Linked DNA regions of Mus musculus: regions 1 and 2 are each linked to region 3. Evidence: chromatin contacts called from public Hi-C and promoter capture Hi-C data. All regions are on one chromosome and are shown on one strand. Each heading gives the region's core, a stretch centred on a gene start, on an enhancer-like site or on the middle of the called end of the contact. The rest is flanking DNA. Distances are from core to core; before and after follow the strand shown. Region 1 holds the start of Fgf11 (fibroblast growth factor 11). Region 2 holds the start of Nlgn2 (neuroligin 2). Region 3 holds the start of Camta2 (calmodulin binding transcription activator 2).

What was found. Promoter capture Hi-C pulls out the DNA fragments that hold promoters and counts their contacts. A called contact is a pair of places that touch in the nucleus more often than the background predicts.
Region 1: a contact with region 3 is called in a promoter capture Hi-C map of cranial neural crest. The contact joins the promoter of Fgf11 here to the promoter of Camta2 in region 3. A contact is called at or near these places in 2 of 39 promoter capture datasets (cranial neural crest and pre-B cells).
Region 2: a Hi-C map of CD4 T cells shows a contact between it and region 3, with 4 times the contacts expected there. The contact joins the promoter of Nlgn2 here to the promoter of Camta2 in region 3. A contact is called at or near these places in 1 of 39 promoter capture datasets (liver) and 1 of 484 Hi-C or Micro-C datasets (CD4 T cells).

Annotation. Positions count from the first base shown.
Region 1 is chr11:69,799,997-69,803,961 of GRCm38.p6, forward strand. It overlaps Fgf11 (fibroblast growth factor 11), which reads right to left and starts at 2,284. Exons shown (of 5, transcript NM_001362623.1): 1 at 1,437-2,284. The coding sequence starts at 1,629. Tmem102 (transmembrane protein 102) reads right to left here. Exons shown (of 2, transcript NM_001033433.4): 2 at 3,599-3,965. The coding sequence ends at 3,619. It overlaps G630025P09Rik (RIKEN cDNA G630025P09 gene), which reads left to right and starts at 3,673. Exons shown (of 1, transcript NR_027913.1): 1 at 3,673-3,965.
Region 2 is chr11:69,835,439-69,839,211 of GRCm38.p6, forward strand. Nlgn2 (neuroligin 2) reads right to left here and starts at 2,346. Exons shown (of 8, transcript NM_001364137.1): 1 at 1,610-2,346. Tmem256 (transmembrane protein 256) reads left to right here and starts at 3,087. Exons shown (of 4, transcript NM_026982.1): 1 at 3,087-3,211; 2 at 3,482-3,513; 3 at 3,750-3,773. The coding sequence starts at 3,127.
Region 3 is chr11:70,686,746-70,690,650 of GRCm38.p6, forward strand. It overlaps Camta2 (calmodulin binding transcription activator 2), which reads right to left and starts at 1,360. Exons shown (of 23, transcript NM_001190376.1): 1 at 1,141-1,360. Inca1 (inhibitor of CDK, cyclin A1 interacting protein 1) reads right to left here. Exons shown (of 7, transcript NM_001252484.1): 3 at 3,694-3,807; 4 at 3,438-3,477; 5 at 3,001-3,194; 6 at 2,240-2,399; 7 at 1,616-2,004. The coding sequence ends at 1,861.

The DNA of each region.
Region 1 (3,965 bases), core at 1,034-3,533, 890 kb before region 3:
CTTAATTTATTGAAATTTATTTAAATGGTTTAATTCCTTTTCCCTACCAGAGTTGGGGGCGGGGAGGAGGTAGAAGAGAGAGAGAGAGAGAGAGAGAGAGAGAGAGAGAGAGAGAGAGAGAGAGAGAGAGAGAAACGGACAGTGCCAGAAACGCAGGGCAATGTGTTTGCAAATGTCGGGGTGAGCAGCAAGGTGACCACAGGGAAGGGGCTCCCCCTCAGAAGTAGGGGTGGGACTGGGCTTGACTGACGCTGACTCAGCACCTGCTGCTGCAGCTGCCGCTCGCTTGGCGCGGGCCTTGCTCTGGCACAGCGCCGGCCTGTCTGACACTGACCCATCTGTCTGTCTGTCTGTCAGTCAGTCGGCTGGCTCACGAGGGTCCAGTTTTCCCTGAGACTGAGCTTCTACCCTTCAGCCAGGTAACTGGCCTGGGATGGGGGACATTTAAACCACATCAAGGAAAAGGAAGAGGGGACAGAGATGGAGAGGCAGGCTGCATCACGTGGGGGCTGGGTCCCACTCAGAGGGTGGGCTGCGGACTGTACCACTACCTACCGTTGGTGGTGGGGGAGGAGGGCACAAGGGGCTACCCCTAAGGGAACCGGCAGCGGCCTGGAGCGAGGCCAGAGGGACTCCCTAACTGTCGTACCTGGACGGGAATCACATACCAGCCCTTACATCTCTCCTCTCCTGGTGGGGCTTGCTCTCTGCCGATTTCCCTGTTCCCCCTTGTAAGTGGTACGACCCCCCGCTTAAGTCCCTGTGCAGGTCTTCAGCTTGAACTATGTGTGAGTTCCTACTGGCTGAGGGTCCCCGGAGCCTGTGGGACTGGATTTCCGAGTCACACAGGAGTAATGGGAGGGGGTGCCCAGCACCCTTCTCGAAGCGCAGGTCACAGAAGGAGGGCGTACGGAGGGGGCTGACTGACGAGGTAGCCTGCAAGGACACCCGGGGGAGAGCTGGAGAGATTGGCTCCTGGCCAGGCGAGCTCGACCAGGAAGAACAGAGCCAAAGCGTGGAGGGGCGGGAGAGCCGGAGCGGGGGCGGGGCAGCCAGGGCTGCAGAAACCCTCGGGGTGACCCAAGCGTCCAGAACCCCTCAAGCCCCGCCACTTCGGATGGAAAGAATCGCGAGAACCCGCACGTAGGCGAAGAACCGTGGGGGGTGGGGAGTCCTGTGCTGAAGGGGGGCTGACAGGAGCAGAGAAGCTTGGGGCGCCAGACTTCGCCCCTCAAACCTTCCCCCTGCCCTCGAAAGCAAGGAGACTCGGCATTACAGGCAAAGAGGAAGAACCTGAAGGATAGTCCCGTAAATTCTGTCGTTCTGGCCCACCTCTTCCACTTCTGGGACACCCCCCTCCTCATCGGGCTTCAATCGTCAGGGTCCCTGGCCTCAGGCAGGACTTCTGTGGGAGACCCCGCCCTAGCCACACTCACCTGGGCCGCGGTCCTGTCGCGTGGGACGCCCCCCGCACAGTCGCACCTTGGACAGCAGGATGAGGAGCTGTTTCTGGCAAAGTGACTTGGTACCGCGGGGACACACGCGCCGCTGCGCCGACACGGGCCGGCTGCCCCCGGGCTCGCGGACCTCCCGCTTCTGTCGGATCAGGCTACTGGCCAACGCCGCCATCGCGCCCCGGGAGGAGACACCCCCAAACCAGCAGGCTCCCGGAGCGCCCTGGGCTCCCCAAGAGGAGCCCTCTCACCAGGGCATGCTCAGGACCCAACCCACCGCCCCACCCACAGGATCTGAAGAGAAACCCCAGACCCCAGTACGTTCCCCAACACCACCGGCTCCCACCCTTGGGCCCTGACTAGCTCCAGCGGCTCCAGCAGCCTATGCACTCCTCAGCTGACCTCACCCATGAATTCTGTCCCCTAATGAAAGCTTTCCCCTTCCCTCCTCTCTGGCCTCTGTACCAGATAGAAGATACCTCCTCTATCCCACAGTCAAGACCCTCCTATATTTCTAAGATGTGTTCTCAATACCCCGAGGCTTCTTTCTACCCTATTTTGGGGCCGCTCCTGCCCAGCCTACTCTTACACAGGGTGTGGGTCCTAAGCTTTGTGGACATTAGCTCACCCTAGGCTGCTGTCAATGTCAAGAGGAGCCCAGCTCTGTTTTCTTTTTTCCTTTTCTATACTCTAAATGGAGTGGGTCTCCCACTTTCTTCAAATCCCCCCTCTGCCAGCAAATATGACTCAAAATTCAGGCTGTTTAGGTTCAGTGAAAAGGGGTTCCCAGGCCCCCTGGCTGGATAATGCTTTTTCTCATTGTCACCCCCATTTCTAGTACCACAGAGTCCCAGCTGCTAACACCATTCCCTCACCTTGCTACCCTCCACTCCTTTTGAAGTCACCTCCAAATCAACCCTTCTTAGTGCAGACACCAGGTGGTTGTCTGCAGGACCCTCTGTCGCCCCGAAAAAAGGAGCATCCGCCGTTTCTGTCTGTTTTCTAGTTGCCCCTTAAATTTCCCGAGGAACAACTGGCACTGCTTAGATCCCACACCCTCCAATCTAACAAGGCCCCCAAGAGAGGAGTGCACCCACGTTGTCAACACTCCTCAAACGTGAACAGGCCCTTAATAAGTCACAGCGCATCAGAGCTTCCTGCGCCAGGGCTTTCTCGTCCTCCCTGGGACTGCTATAACACCCCTTCCTTTCCCCGACGCCCCTCAACCTGTCCTGTCCTGTTGATCCGGGCGACGGGTGCCGCGAGCTCCAGCTCCAGGCTCCTCCCTCCCTGTCACCCGCAAGCGGAGGTTTCCCCCCAACGTCGGCCTAAGCGTCCCGGACCCCCAGGAAGGAGTAAGGATGTCTCTGCAGAGCGCCTCGGTTCGGCAAAGTCAGAGCACTGGGCCTGGAGGTTGGACCAGGCAGAGCGGCGGAGGCAGCGGCAGCGGCTGTGGGAAGCTGAGGCGGCGGCGGCGACAGAGGCTCCCCCTCCTCTGCGAGCCGGCCTGGGGGCGGGGCAGGGGGCGGAGACGCTGGGAGAAGCTGGGCGGGCGGAACCCTGGGGTTCCTTGGAAGCTCTAAGTGGGAACTGTCACAGAGGCAGGCGGAGTAGAGGCAAGGCCTGCAAATCTCGGGGTTCAGAGGAGAGGAGACACGGAGCCTGATATGGCGGGGCTGGGGGCAGGGGGTCGATGGAATAGCCGACAGAGAGAAAATGAAAAGGGATTCTACTGCCTGGGATGGAAGTGAGGACAGAAATGGACGAGGAGAGTTGGGGGGAAAGTGGAGAAACCGGTAGCTGTGCCATCCAGTCTGGGCTGTGATCCGGCCTTAATATCTCTGGTTTGGTATGAGCCAATTGATCAGAACTAGGTTTCCAAAAACCAGTTCCTTCCCGCATTTTGTCAGTAAATACATTCCTACTATCCCTGTCAGACTCTGAAAGAATAGGGGAGAGAGGTTCCGGGAGGCAGTACCGGGACAGAAGGGGCGCCAGCCAGATTTAGAGAACTTGGGCCTCAGGCAGGGTAGAATACTGGGGAAACCTTTTAGAAAAGGGACTTTGGACCCAAGCATACACTGTCTGTATGGAGGGAGCAGCAGTCCCCTGCATGACCCTCTCACCAAAGGAAACACTTTCCATTCCCTTAGGAGTAAAATCTTTAATGGGTCCCGCCCCCTACGCCCGCTAAACCGCCCCCTTTGCGGGCAACCTTGGCTTCCTCTACAGCCTCACGCAAGGCCTGTGCAGGGTCCCCGCGGAGCTGGGCCAATGCCCCGCGCAGAGCAGCGGAGCCGTCTCCCACACGGAGCTTTCGGCCGCTCAAAAAATAATGAGGCAGCGCCCCGGCCTCTAGCACTCGGCTCAGCTCATCCAGTAGCCCAAGGCAACAAGCGCCGGCATTTTCCGGCCGCGCCAAGTAGAGCGCCGGGAGCCGCTCGCACGCCCAGTAGAGCAAGGTCCGCAGGAGGTAGGGCGCAGCGGCTCGGGTCCCCGCCACCAGCGGGC
Region 2 (3,773 bases), core at 1,096-3,595, 850 kb before region 3:
CCGCAATGTTACCTCGGCAACGGGCTGCAGCTTTAACCCTGGAGGGGGGTGGTCTAGAGGAAGAGGGGAAGGGGCTTGCTTGGTTGCTGAGTCCCTTCGGGCCGTGAGAGGGAGGACAGGGACAAGAGTCAGAACGCTAGTTTCACCCAATCTTATCAGAGAGGAAGAAATATGTATATATGAGGGGAGGGTAGTCTAGGCGAACAGAGAATCCTAAGAGACATGCCCCTCCCCCCATCCTGCTTAGCCCCATCAGAGCCTAACCCTACTGACCAGGTCTTTGGCAGATGGGGAGGGGGGATAAGAGAAGCAGTACTGAGGTTGGCTTCTCAAATAAGCTTACTGACACCCCCCCACCTAATCTGGAAGAGCCTTGGACCCTGGCTGAGGTCTTCTTTGCACAGCATTTTGACCTATGTCCTGAGGCAAACCTCAGATATCTTCTCACCCCAGGAGCACCCCCTCCCCTTCCCAGTCCCCCTCCCCCTTGCCAGTCCCCAGTATTACTGCTGCCCTGGTACCCAGGCAGCAGGAACAGGACCAGTAAAAAGGTAGGCAGGGCAGACACCCAGGTCATTTCAGTAAGCCCCCCCTTGGCACCCCCCCCTTCAGGACTGTTTGCTGACGCTGGGCTTTTCAGAGCCAGGCGCCAGCCCGCGGGTGGCTCTCTGCAGGTGTCAATTTATTCCAGAGATGAGGACACAGGAGTCCTCACCACTCACACCCAGTCATGCCCTCCCCTTTTCAGGTCCTTTTAGGCTCCTGTTCTCCCATCAGCTGAAGGGGGGGTTGTAGTTGACCCCCCCCCAATCTCTTTTTCCTATGCCAGGCTGGGCCTTGCTATCTCTTCCCTCTTCTCCCATCATGTCCTGCCTCAGTCACCCCTTTCCCTTAAGGTACTTTGGGCCCCTTGCCTCCTCTCCTCTAACTAGCTTTTCTCTCTTCCCCTCCCACTAGAGCCCCCCCCCCCCCATCTTTCTCCTCCGAACAGGGTCCCTTGGAGCATCTTTCCTTGGCCTTAACTGGCTTGCTCCAGCTCTTGCCTTCAGTCTCTCACCCCTCAGTCTTTTCTCATTTCTGTCTCCTTGGTGTTTCTCATCGCTCTCTCCTCCAAATACCTTCTCTGATTTTCTCCCTCAAGTGCTCTCTCTCTCTCTCCTTTTTTCTATTACTCTCTCCCCCATTTTCTCTCTTCATCTCTGTCTGCCACATCTTGCTCCCCCCTCCTCCCGATCCCTCTGCCTTGCTCTTCCATTCCAGCCCAGGCCCGACTCCCCCAACCGGGGAGAGTTGAGGGACGGGGGCTCAGGCCGCAGCCCCCCCCCCTTCCTGCAGTGGGGAAAATGGCTTGGCCGGGAAGGGGAGAAGGAGGGGGAGGGGGAGATGGGAACACACGGGGTCTGTGGGCCCATTCAAAGGATCATTCATGGACTGGAGAGAGGCAGAGACAAAGAGACCAAGACGCAGAGACACGGCGAGAGCATCCTTAGGCGGAGACACGCAGACAGAGCAGGCTGAGGGAAACCAGGCGCAGGGAGGAATATGGGAAGAGGAAGACCCCAATGGACCGCCGCGCAGCCCCCTCCACCCAGCATGGCTTAGCTCCTACCTGGATCAGCCCTGGGGCCGTGGTGCCTCCATCCAGGGCTCCGAGCGGGGGGCGGACGGGTTTCAGAAGGGGGGCGGCGGCCTCTGAGCCCCCGCGGCCCCGCAGGCCCAGCCCCCGCCTGCAGCGCCTCACCCGGCGGGGGAGGGGGATCGCCCCAGCCCCGGGGGGCGGGGCCGGAATCCAGTCGATCCCCAGGAAAAGGAAAGCTAGGGTATAGGGTCAGAGAGAGCTCAAGAACAGGGAACCCCGCAGTGGGAAAGGCTGAGCCAGGAGGGAGCAATGGGACAGGACTAGATTGGAGATCCACTGGTTCTCTGGGATGGCTTCGAGGGACCAGGAGGCGGTTCAGGCGACAGATCCTAAGGGATCGGGTGCTGGAGGAGGAGTCCACGGCAATCCCTAGGGGCCCGGAGCCCCGGAGCGCAGAATCCGCGGTGCAGGGGCAGGGATCCAGCCGGAATCCTCGGGGAGGGGGAGGGATCTAGTCGATCCCGAGGGCGGGCGGGAGGGAGATCCGGGGAGTCAGAAGAGGGCGGGGGCCGAGTCCCGAGCCTCGAGGCAGAGGTCGGTGCGGCTCCTAGGAAGGAAGGCAAGGGCTAGGGGAGGCTTTGGGAAATGCTCAGTAGCCAGGAGGCCCGGACTCCTGGCTCTGCGCGCCAGGGCCCGCCCGCCCCGCGTCCATCCCAGCTCGAGAGTGATGATCCGCCGGCGGAGCAGCCGCAGCAGCCCCGCGCGTCACCGCGCGGCCGCCTCCCCCGCCCCCTGCCGAGAGAGCGGCGCACACCCCTCGCTTGCACCCGCCTGCCCACCCGCCCTCTGGAGTGTGGGGGGGGATTGAAGACAGTGAAAGGGGTGGGAGTGGACAGACGGACGGATGGACGTAGCGAACTAGAGCAGGGTGAAGACATCTCTCCCCCCGCCCCCCCGGATCTCCCACCCTCTGGGCTCTCCGGGTCTAGCAAGGGGGAGAACAGCTGAACTATAGAGGGCAGGGCATCACACGAAGAAGGCGGGGCCTCTAGGCACAGAGGCGGAGCCATCGTGGGATGGGAGGGGTTTGATGGCAATAGGTGGAGCTTAGAAATCCGTGGGGCCGCCCCTTTTGAGGAGTGGGTCTGGTTTGAAGCAGAACAGGAGGAGCCTGTAGAAAAAGGGGTGGAACTTTGTGGGGGACCGATATCTTTGCAAATTAGCTGGAGGTGTGGGGTTGGGGTGTCGAAGAGGCGATCAACTTGGAAAGTGGGCCAATCCGTGACGCAAATCCTCTAGTCCCACCCTCAACCCCGCCTCCCACTGCTCCGCTCCTCCGCTCCTAATTGGTTCTAGTTTCTCCGCCCGCCAGACATCTTCTCCATTCAACAGAAGTTTTACAAAGGCGTCTGTAAGGGAACCGGGGCTCTGAAATGAACATAGCCCTGATTGGGCATTTTTGGACCTTATTTGCATGGGCAATCGGGATTGGCTGGCTTGTTGGGTGGTCAGGGCGGTGTTGGTTCCGCGCGTGACCACCCACAGCTATGGCCGGGGTAGGGGCTGCTTTCCGCCGCCTAGGTGCCTTGTCCGGAGCTGGGGCCTTGGGTTTGGCCTCCTACGGGGCACACGGTCAGGGGACGTGGGATGCAGCTGGGCTGGGGGCAATCTTTGGGATCTGGTGCGGGGAGGGACCTATAGGAAGTGTCTTGTCTTTTATGGAATAGAGATCCCTTGGAACCCCGAACCTTCAAGTTTGTCTTTAGGTCCAAAAGCGTCTCAGTACTACATCTGTTTCCACCAGTCAGAAGCTTCCAGGGATGCAGTGTCTACTTAGGTGCCCCTGGGGTTTGAGAGGGTCTAAGCCAATACAGTTCTGATTGGTTTTGCATCTCTCTACAGGCGCTCAGTTTCCGGATGCCTACGGGAAGGAGGTGAAGTAACAGTTCTGGGACTCCTGGACTTGGCGCGATGTTTGGGTGTCCTTAAACTGGGAGGGGGTGGGGAGATGAATGGGAAGGCAGTCAAGTGTAGGTCTCTACTGCAAGGACTGCAGGCCTGTGGCTTGAAGACCTGGGGGAGCAGCAAACTGAGCCGTCAGAGGTGACAGTGTTAATGGACTTCGGTCCTATGTTGCTTAGAAAATCTCTCTCTTCTCTTTTTCTTACAGCTCTTTGACAAGGCCAACAAACAC
Region 3 (3,905 bases), core at 110-2,609:
CTCACAGGCCCTGACCGACCTGAGAGAGAGTAGGTGAGGTCAGTTAGTAGATCTATTTCTCCACGGAAAAATCAAACAGAAAAAAGAACTCAGGGTACGTTTAGGAAGGGAGAGCAAGGCTAGAGGGAAGGGTAGGCAAGTTGTGAGAGCTGGGGCTCTGGTCCTAGGAGGAGGATGGCTTGGCAAGAAAACCTGGATGCTGAAGGAAAGCAGATCTAAGTCCAAGTCCGGTAACAAGCTGGGCCTTTGAAGACACACCCCAATTTCCTTCTCTCTCTGACTTTTTCTAAGAGGAAGGGTAGAGCTGATAACTGACCTCATGTGCTCTCTCTCAGGTTGGTCAGGGGCTGGGAGAATTTGGAATAGACATGTTGGAGTAAGCTTCCGGGTGGGACATGCCGGCTTCCTCTTTGCAGCTAGAATTCTACTTCACCCTAACACTCCTATTTCCCCAACCTCTGCTTCTTCTCTGGCTCCCAGCCTACCATATCCCCTCTACTGCTCTGGCTCCAGCCTGAGCCTCCGCCCTCTTGAGGAACAGATGGGAGCTGGAGGAGGCTCTCTGCGCGGGTTCTGCCAGGTGTCCGGGGATGGAGAGGGGGTGGAAGCCCATTCAGGATCGGATCGGAGGTGTGCAGAGAGGCTAGGGTTGGGATAAAAAGTCCACCCCAGGGTGCAGGTGCGCAGCTCTGGCTAGGCAGTTTGCCAGGGTGCAGAGCTGGAGCCGGATGAGACTGCGGGCCTGAGAGCGGTGGTCTAAGACTGTCGCCGGGGGTGGGATGCTCTCCCCAAAGGGGGCAGGGGTCCTGGGAGAACCCCGGAGGTGGGAGGGGGTCCCGCCCGCAAACCCGGATGTTCTGGAGAAGCAGCTGAGCAGAGTTCATGAACACCTGGCAGCAAGGGGCAGTGCGGGAGACCGGGGAGGGGGTCTGGGGACTCTCCCCGCACTCTCTGATCCGTGAAGGGGCCCTGCGCCTAGCGGCGCCCCCTGGCGCGGGGAAAGAGGACGGAAGCGGTGAGGTGGGGGCAAACGGGGTGGAGGGACGGTGGTCCCCAGCGCCGCGCTCCACACCCGGGCCGCGTGGAGCTGCGCCCCCTGGCGCGGGGGCGGAGAGGCGGGCTAGAGGCCCTGGCTCTTACCTCCCGGGGTCCCGCGGGTGACGGCGGCAGCGGCCATTCTACCCCAAACCGACCCCCCCTAGCGCCGGCTGACAGCGGCGTTCGACGTCAGTGCGCACGGGGCGGGGCCTCCCAATTAAGGGAACGGGGGTCGGGAAGGGAACCTGGGGTCAGCACACTTGGGACTCTGGGCCAGTCTACGAGACGCGCTGCTGGACCGTCCCTAAAGAGGCAATAGCGCTGAGGAGAACCGGGATCCGGAGGCGGAAGCTCGGCCGATTGACGTGACTTGTGGGCGCAGGAGGATGGGGCGTGGGCAGAGGTCCAGGGCCAGAGCCCTGGAGGCAAAGGAGAGTGCTTGAGAATGCAGAATTCTTCTGGCCTCGGGCGAGACTCGGCAAATTTAGGGACCTAGCCTAACTTCATTGTCCTGAATCCTCAAAAAAATCAACGGAGTCCGCCTTTTCATTCCCCTTCCATCACTACCTCGCACAGAAACAAGACTATTTGGTGCTCTTTAATAACAGAACAGAGAGAACACAAGACCAGGTTCTGGCCTAGAGAAAAACCCGGCTGCGAGTGTACTGGGCAGTTAGATAGGAACTCAAGTGGGCTGTGAATGCCTACGCTATGGGATGGAGACAACAGAGATAGAAAACATCCGCTCTGAAGCCAGCACTAGGGAGTCCTGATGTTTGAATTGATCTTGGGTCCCGTAGCTTGGGCCTGGATGATTTCCCACTACTCCTCAGACTCCAACTCCATCGCCTGGGGATCGTAAACGGGGTTCTTTCTGGCTGTAGCAGTGCTGTAGGTCAAAGAGCTTAGCTGCCCAGAGGCATAAGTCCCCTGCTGGCCTACAGGAGTCCAGGGAGTCCAAAGCAGCTGTAGGTGAGAGCAATTGAGAGCAAGGGGATAAGAAAAGCAAGAATGGAAAAACAGGACTCTCTCCAGATTTCTTAATTGCCAAATTCAGGCACATACCCTCAAAAGCTCAGTTTCTTGACCACTTTTCGTCCTTAAACCAGCTATCCTACCTGGCTCTTGGCTTCTGCCACATCCCCATTTGATTATGAATTGACTTCCTCCCTAACCTTACTGTGTTCCTCTCCAGTTTTACCTGATCTCTGGGAGTGACAGAATAAGTCTCTTTCTGTGGATAGGTTGCCCTCTCTTCTTCCACGTCAAAGTATTTTGTAGTGCTTAGGAGTTCAAAGCCCTCTTCAAGTGCTGGAAGTTCAGGTGTAGCATCAGAGCTGCCCCACTGGGCCCTCTTCAGTCTGTGGAGACATTAGATGGAGGAGACTAGTGCCTGGAGGTCAGTCTTCCAGTCTCTTCATCCCTCACCCCTGGCCTGAAGCACTTCTTGCTGAGAATCACAGGTGCTACCACTGACCTTCAATTCACCCCAACTTTTTGTTCTTCACAGACAAGAATTTTTGATCCAGGGGCCAAACAGTGACCCCCAATTAACGATGTGCTTTCTTGTAATCATGGGCCATGTCACGCCTTCCAGCTTATATGACTTCCATCCCTCAATTGCTTCTTTCCATACTATAGAAATCATGTTTGAGAGTCAGCAAGGTGACTTAGCAGGTAAAGGTATTGGCCACCAAGCCTGATGACCTAAGTCAGGACCCAAATGATGGAAGGAGAGAGCCAGTTCCCATAAATTGTCCTCTGACCTCCACACACATGTTGTGGCATGCACTATATAAGTATATACATAATTAAATGCAAAAAAATAAAGAAATTATATTTCAGTTACACCAAGGACATGGTTCCTTTGTAAGTGCCAATGAATTCTCTTAAAGCTCTTAACTATGCTGCCTCTCTCTAATCCCTGCTTGGCTTGCAGAGGCCCATGCCACGCCTCCTTACTCATTGATGATTCCCTGGCGCCTTCTCAGGTCCTCCAGATGATAAGTAACTGCTCTAACTCGGGCTGGAATGCTTCCAGGTCCCTTCTGCATTCTTTCCAAATGCAGCTTCTTTCTCTTTCTTCTCCAAAGCTTCTCAGGAGGAGGGAGCCCCTCAAGAGGGTGCAGGCTAGGCCGGGAGCAATCAGTGGCCCTCTGTGTCAAGAAGGAAGAATAGTTGCTAAATATAGATAGATGTCAGTTTCAGGGAAACTTGGGCTGGAGAATCTGGGGTTTTTTGGAAGCTTAGGTATGATCTAGAAAACAGGATACTTGATTTACAATAAAAACAGGGCCTGGTTAGTATACTGGTTGGGAAATACCAGAGAGAAATGGTAATAAGGATAGGAAGGCAGTGGGTATAATTTTAACAGAAGGCTGAGAAGCAGTTTGTCCTACCAGAATTGGTGGAATGTACTGTTCTACCATCCAATTGGAGCTGAGAAGAACAAAAACAGGAGCTGGAGTCAGAAAGGACACTCTGATAAATATCATTTCTCTTATAAACTCTCCTAACGACCTGTTGGAGCTACAATTTGCACCAAGTAGTGTGAAATGACTTCCAAATGAGGGCTCGCTGCTGTAAGGATTTATGATCGTTAAAAACTGCATAGCCTCGACTTTCCACCTCCAGTTCCTGGTTTTTCCTACTCACCTAGACCTTTGGCTAAGATTCTCCCAGAAGGCATCTCCATACGGCTGAGGCATTGGTCTGCGATTCTGGGGAGGCAGGCTGCAGGGTGAAAATCGGCTGACCACTCTGGAACACCTGAGAGAGAACAAGGTAGACTCTTGCCTGCATCATCCCTTAAAGCAGTGGCTCTCAACCTGTAGGTCTCTATCCTTTTGGTGGGGCATCAATGGCTC